2 separate regions of the Xenopus laevis genome follow, and region 1 is linked to region 2. A link is a contact called in public Hi-C data. All regions are on one chromosome and are shown on one strand. The core of a region is the stretch at or near the end of the contact, and the rest is flanking DNA. Distances in the headings are between cores, read along the strand shown.

What was found. A called contact is a pair of places that touch in the nucleus more often than the background predicts.
Region 1: a contact with region 2 is called in a Hi-C map of the XTC cell line, with 4 times the contacts expected there. The contact joins the promoter of pam16.L here to the enhancer-like site in region 2. A contact is called at or near these places in 2 of 4 Hi-C or Micro-C datasets (the XL177 cell line and the XTC cell line).

Annotation. Positions count from the first base shown.
Region 1 is chr9_10L:116,957,392-116,961,130 of Xenopus_laevis_v10.1, reverse strand. It overlaps pam16.L (presequence translocase associated motor 16 L homeolog), which reads left to right and starts at 2,304. Exons shown (of 5, transcript NM_001091264.1): 1 at 2,304-2,311. The coding sequence starts at 2,309.
Region 2 is chr9_10L:116,885,199-116,888,797 of Xenopus_laevis_v10.1, reverse strand. tfap4.L (transcription factor AP-4) reads left to right here. Exons shown (of 7, transcript XM_018236536.2): 2 at 2,338-2,503. Among protein-coding and RNA genes, the nearest start is that of tfap4.L, 6.8 kb to the left of the region's middle. Within about 2 kb of position 1,522, at least 2 of the 7 cell types and tissues checked have an H3K27ac peak or open chromatin away from gene starts, as enhancers often do.

The sequences.
Region 1 (3,739 bases), core at 1,055-3,554, 72 kb before region 2:
GTCTGAAAAATTTGATTTGTTTCGATAAATTTTGATTGTGTCGTTTTTTAATTCGAATTTCGAGTTTATGGGAGTTGCTGGGGCATCAATATACGCATTCATGTGCTCCACAAAGGAGCCAATTTTGGGTTTTGGACCCCTATAATGAGTCTCTCTCTCCCTCTCCCCAGTCGAGAGCTGGGGAATCAATATACACATTCATGTGATCCAACATGGCCTCCACACAAGGTACCTCCCTCCCAGTGCATGTAGCTTAGCTATTGTTTTGCCCTATGTGAGTATGAGAATTATTTCAAGGTATAGCTTAATCACTGATATCATATATATGCCACCTTTGAAAAAAAAAATACCGGCCAGTGGTGGGGGCGGATAATAAAGGGGCGGGCAGTGACGCAAAAGGGGGTGGAGCCGATGGGCAGCAACACAAAAAGGGGCGGAGTCATATTGTAGTGCCACATCGCAGAAGCCGAAGGAAATGTAAGTTTTTACTGTAGGGCAAGGGCTTTTGTAAAGGGTATTACAAGTTACCGGCAGCTACATTGCCGGTAAATTTGTAGCCCTGGCCCTGGCAGGTGTGGCAACCCTACACCTGGCTGGTATTTTACCAGCATGGCTGGTAAAAATGATGTTTGATCCCAATGTTATTAGTTGGGAAAAAAGATAAATATATAGGAAGGCCGGTATATTTTTCTAGAAAAGGTGGCAACCCTAATCATATACCAAAGTGATTATTGCGCTGGAGATATCAACAAAAAAAGACAAAACCCAATAAAATGTTACAGAAAAAAAAACAAGACTAGGGGGCAGATTTATCAAGGGTCGAATTTCGAAGTGGAAAATACTTCGAAATTCGACCTTCTAATAGAATCCTCCGACATTTGAAGTCGGAGGATTTTATTCATCGTAGTACGATCTTACTTCGAATCATATGATTCTAATGATTTGATCGTACGATCGTACGATTTTCCTTCGAAACCCAAAAACTTAAAAATATGCTCTGGTAGGTCCCCATAGGCTAACATAGCACTTCGGCAGGTTTAAGTTGGCGAAGTATTGAAGTCGAAGTTTTTTTAAAGAGACAGTACTTCGATTATCGAATAGTCGAACGATTTTTACACTGAATCGAAGTCGAAGTAAATTCAAAGTTGTAGTATCCTATTCGATCGTCTAATTTTGATTTTTTTTTACTTCGAAAATTCCTTCAAATTCACTTCGACCCTTGATAAATCTGCCCCTAGGACATTCTGTAACATACTCAGTTAATGTAAAGGAGAACTACCCTTTTAATTAAACTACTGCGTGGTATAAGAAAGAAACTACTCCACAAAAGTTTTAATATGGTAATATTTCCAATTAATCTGATTGTTTCAGTTAAAGGAACAGTAACACCAACAAATGAAAGTGTATTAAAGTAATTAAAATATAATGCAGTGTTACCCTACAGTGAAAGAAAATGGTGTGGGGGAGTTTGTGAAACTTCAATAAAATTCACTTTGTATTGCATCCATGAGTGTTCCTGATGTTCCCTGATACATGTTTACAGTGAGGAGCAGCAGGGATTTGACAGATCTGCGGTGAGTGCCGGTGAGAGAGAGAGAGAGAGAGATATATATATATTCTATAGCTGCTGTGTAGTCATGGGGGCAACCATTCAAGCAAAATGGCTGGTAAAAATTATGCTTGATTCCAATGTTATTAATAAGAAAAAACTGCAAGTATAAAGGATACACAGGATACACAGTAAATAACAGATAAGTTCTGAAGAATCCCATTGTATACTACAGAGCTTATCTGTTATCTACTGTGTATCCTGTGCCTTTTCTTTATAAGCTTTGAATGGCTGCCCCATGGCTACACAGCAGCTTGTTTATATAAACGACAATAGTGTTTCTAAAGCAAACTTAACTTTGACTAGTCCCACAGTAAATTATATTTGAATGTCTACAACACATTTATTTTTTGCTGTTACTGTTGCTTTAAACATGAACAGAGACCACGAAACCGTCCACTGCACCTCCCTGACGGAACTATTATTGTAGCGCTAACATGGCAGAACTGCCCATACTCGACTCTCATACAGTAACATTAGATTCTGGCAGTACAAAGATGGCGCTGCTGCACATCCGGTTAAACCTTGAACGCGACGTTATTCGACAGACGTCTGTCACGACCACGAAGGAGCTGTCATGGTTACCTAGGTGGACCAAAGGGAGGACCAACATGGCCGCCTAGCGTCTTCCGGTTGCACTATTCCCTCTGACCCCACAAGGATAACCTTGAATTTTTCAGCGCTGGCCGCCGAATCACGATGGTAAGTGAGACGTAAGAAACAGGGGCATTAGATATTGATCTGTCAAAGCGCGTGTTAGGACAGGTGACATGTCCAGATGTAGGGTCACGTGGGGACAGCTCCAATGTCATGTGGCACTTTGTGTGGGTATTATTGTGCCAGTCTGGCCAGTCTCTTCTACTAATGCCACTTTGTCCCATGACTACCCTGGTTGCCTGTGTGACTATATAACTGCCATTGTCCTTCGGTTTGACACTGTCCCTGGATTTTTATTTTCTCATTAAAACCTGCCTAGAAGAAGCACAAGGATTTTGTGTTTATTTATTTATTTTTGATTATTACTATAGTTTCTAAAGCACCAGCATATTCCCCAGTAGATCTGTACAGTATATATTAGGAAGACCACGTAGAGGATGACAGACAGACAGACAGACAAGAGAGGCATTTCAAACAATGGGACAAGCACGAGGGCCCTGCCCACAAGAGCTTACAATCCAGGACTGGCTGCTAAATGATAAGCCTGATATTTGAAGTAAAAAGAAAAAAACACTTAGAAGAAAAGTGATCAGAGACAATTTTGGTTTTGGACCCCTATAATGAGATACATTCTTGGGTAGTTACCCCTTTTTAGTCTAATTCCATTTTTTATGATTTTGATTCGGCTGTGGTAAGAGCTTCAGATTTTCCATTTTATAGTTTCTGTTTACTCTGCCAGCACTGAGCTTTCTTATCTCTCTCTCAGGCCTAGGGTTGCCACCTGGCCAGTATTTTACCCACCTGACCTGTAAAAATGATTCTTGTACCCAATGTTATTAATAGAGAAGAAATCTAAATATTTAGGAAGGCCGGTATTTTTTTCCAAAAAAGGTGGCAGCCCTATTCACAGATAAACTAGCCATTCAGATTGGCAGCTAGTTGTTCCCTTTATGGGGTCAAAATGATGAAGTCACTGACCAGTATCAGTTTAGTAATAGTAATCAGACAAAAAATCCTGTCAGGTAAGGAGTGTCTGTTGTCATGGGACAGCCCCACGTGTGACCTGGTTGTTGGCTCCTACTTGTACCATTGGATCAGCCCAATCTAGCCCAGCACTGGGGTGGCAGAGTCAGCAGAAGAAGGTCACCCGATGAGCAAAGGGGTTGTTCACCTTTGAGATAACTTTTAGTAGGATGTAGAGAGTGATATTCTGAGACAGTTTGCAATTGGTTTTCATTTTTTATTATTTGTGTTATTTATATAGTTTTTTTATTCAGCAGCTCTCCAGTTTGCAATTATAGCAATCCGGTTGCTAGGGTCCAAATTACCCTAGCAACCATGAATTGATTTGAAAAAGAGACTGGAATATGAATAGGAGAGGGGCTGAATAGAAAGACGAGGAATGCCAAGTAGCAATAACAGCACATTTGTAGACTTACCGATCATTTGTTTTTTGGATGGGTCAGCGACGCC
Region 2 (3,599 bases), core at 273-2,772:
CTAAAAATAACATTTTAATGTCCACGTGTAGATGCAGCCGCAGATTTTCTTGCTCAAGTTGCAATGCTAAACAGAGGTGTGCTACCCCTAAATGTCATTGTAAATATTTGTTGATCTGCTCTCTGTCAAATTATAGAAGGAATTTAAATGGGTTTGTTCACTTTTAAATGCACTTTTAGTATGATGTGTAATATTCTGATAAAATTTGCAATTGGATTTCCTTTTTTTTTTTTTTTTTAGCTTTTTATTCAGCAGTTCTCCAGTTTGCTATTTCAGCAGTCTGGTTGCTAGGGTTCAGATTATCCTAGCAACAATGCAGTGATTTCCATTAGAAATATGAATAGTAGAGGGCCTGAATACCAGACCATGCCCATAGGTGTAACGTGCACCAGGCAAAAAAAAACCTGTGGAAGGTCTCAGCACACACAAGTAATGCCGTCAGCTCACATTATCTGCCATCAGTGGTGTCTTTTTTTTTTTTTTTTTTTTTTTTTCTTCTTAGCTGCTCCTCCATCTATCCACCCACTGGCTTCCTTGCGGTGGATAGTTAATTTAAAGGGTTGGTCACCTTAAATGAACTGTTAGTATGATGAGAGTGATATTCTGAGACAATTTGCAATTGGTTTTCATTTTTTTGGAGTTATTAAGCTTTTTATTCAGCAGCTCTCCACTTTGCAATTTCCAGCAATCCGGTTCCTAGGGCCCAAATTACCCTAGCAACCATGCGCGGATTTGAACAAGAGACTGGAATATGAAAAGGAGAGGGCCTGAATAGATGAGTAATAAAAAGTAGCTATAAATATATTTGTACCCTTACAGAGCATTTGTTTTAGATAGGGTCAGTGGCCCCTTCATTTAAAACCTTCAGAAGAAGGTAAATAATTAAAAAAAAACGTAATAGAAAAAATGAAGACCAAATTAAAAGTTGCTTAGAATTAGCCATTCCATAACATAAGTGTTAAAGCTGAACCACCTCTTTTTAAAGCGGCTAAGCATTGAACTGGCTATGGCACCTGGGGAGTGTATTTCAGCTGGTACTGCAGTGGCACTTTTTGGCAGTGAGTGAAATAGGCCCATGATTTCCTGTTTGTTGCAGGGCAATGACTAGTTAGCTCACCCCACAACTAACTCGTGAGCTTGTACGGTCAGGCTTTATTGCTGCCACTATTGCATCTGCCCTTGATTTCTCTGGCCGCTTGGTACAGTACAGATGTGTCCTGCCCATGTCAGGTTAGTGTAGTAACACCAAATTCACAGTTGGGGAGACCGGATGACTTGCGAAAGAATTTGTGAATAATGGAGTGTTCCTCCTGGGTTTTATTGTTCTCTTTTATCCTATTTGCTCTCTCAGGTGTCTTATTACCCTTAGCTGTCCTCTCGTTAATCCCACTCTATGACTAATCCTAGTTATCAAGAAGGGAAAAGATGTGGCGGGGGGGGGGCAGGAAACAAGAGTTCCCCTTCAAGACACCTCCCTTATCCACCCCCAGGGGTTCAGCTGCGTTTCTTACTCCCCCTGTATTGTCATCTGGAAGTGATTACAAAACCCTGAGGGGAGTTTGAGGGGGAAAGGGGGGTGGGATAGTCCTCAGATCCGGCTTCCATTGCCTTCCAAGAGGGGCCACACAAGGAGGTCTTTTAATGGGTCACACCGTGCACAGGCTGCAAGTGAACTGCCCCGACTTCTAACTTCATCAGGCCTAGACTGCACTGAAAATATGTATATGTAGAAAACATGTTGGTGGTTAAAGGAACAGTAACACCAAAAAATGAAAGCGGTTTTATGTAATGAAAATATAATGCAGTGTTGCCCTGCACTGGTAAAACTGATGTTTGCTTCAGAAACACTACTATAGTTCATATAAACAAGCTGCTGTGTAGCAATGGCGGAAATTGGAAAAAACAACAACTATATGGCACAGGTTAAATAGTGGATAACAGATAACACCATTATGTTCTACAGAGCTTATCTGCTGTGTAACCTGAGCCTTTTCTCCTTTGAATGGCTGCCCCATTGCTACACATCAGCTTGTTTAGTGTTTCTGAAGCAAACACACCAGCTTTACCAGTGCAGGGCAACACTGCATTATATTTTTAATACTTTAAAAAAAAAAAAAAACATTTTTGAATTTATTCCTTTAAGCATATATCAGCCAAGCAATACCCTGAGCTGTCACACATCAGTGTTGTAGGACTGACTCCGTTGCATCTAAACTAGATTATTTGGGTTTATTCTATGAGCTATATAGTATATAGGCTAATACTGGATATACACTATTATACCTCACTTTTATCTGCCTTTTGACTGCTTTTAACAATATGACCTTTCTTTCACAGCCTTGCCAACATTCCTTTAACCCCAGAAACACAACGAGATCAAGAGCGGCGGATTCGGCGAGAGATTGCCAATAGCAATGAGCGACGCCGGATGCAAAGTATCAATGCTGGCTTCCAGTCGCTGAAAACTCTTATCCCACACACTGATGGGGAAAAACTGAGCAAGGTGAGTAGAGAAAGCTGCCCAAAAGAAGATAATTGTCATCTGTGTGTCAAAGGTGCTAATAGGAGATCCAAAGCAGAAACTCCCCTTGTCCCTAGGTATGGTTGGGGAGGTGGTGGCTGCTACAGGTGAGATAATAGTCTCTACAAATGGCTGTGTGATAGCAGGTGTAGTAGGGAGAGATGGTGCCTATAGTAACAGTGGATAATAGTCTCTGGGAAGGGAGTGTGACTGTGGGATAGCAGGTATAGTAGTGAGAGATGGTGCCTATAGTAACAGTGGATAATAGTCTCTGGGAAGGGAGTGTGACTGTGGGATAGCAGGTATAGTAGGGAGAGATGGTGTCTATAGTAACAGTGGATAATAGTCTCTGGGAAGGGAGTGTGACTGTGGGATAGCAGGTATAGTAGGGAGAGATGGTGCCTATAGTAACAGTGGATAATAGTCTCTGGGAAGGGAGCGTGACTGTGGGATAGCAGGTGTAGTAGGGAGAGATGGTGCCTATAGTAACAGTGGGATAATAGTCTCTGGGAAGGGAGTGTGACTGTGGGATAGCAGGTATAGTAGGGAGAGATGGTGCCTATAGTAACAGTGGGATAATAGTCTCTGGGAAGGGAGTGTGACTGTGGGATAGCAGGTATAGTATTGGGTGGACAAGGTGCTTGGAGTTGTAGAGCTATAGGTTGGACTGCCCTACATTTCTGTAAATAATGCTTTGCTCCAAAACCATGAAAGACTGTATTGTACAGTACTTTATATACAGTATATATTGTAAGGGGGCAAGTTATTACATGTTAGTCGTTTAGCATTTCAGCTGCAAAATAGTTCCAACATACGTTTTTGGATTTGTTTTTTTTATCTTTCAAAAGGAAAAATGTATGCTTTAATAAGCAGGGTTGACTTATTGTTAAATTATTTTGTAAATGTTCATTAAAACATACCGGTATAGATTACCTATTGACCAGGGAGACAGCATTTCTGGCAAAGATAAAAGAACAATGCAATTTCCTTGTAAGTAATCTACCTTTGCGTAGCATTTTATTGCTATTGCCTAAGCCAACTGTCATAGTTTGATGTTATCCCCCTTTTAAGGCAGCGG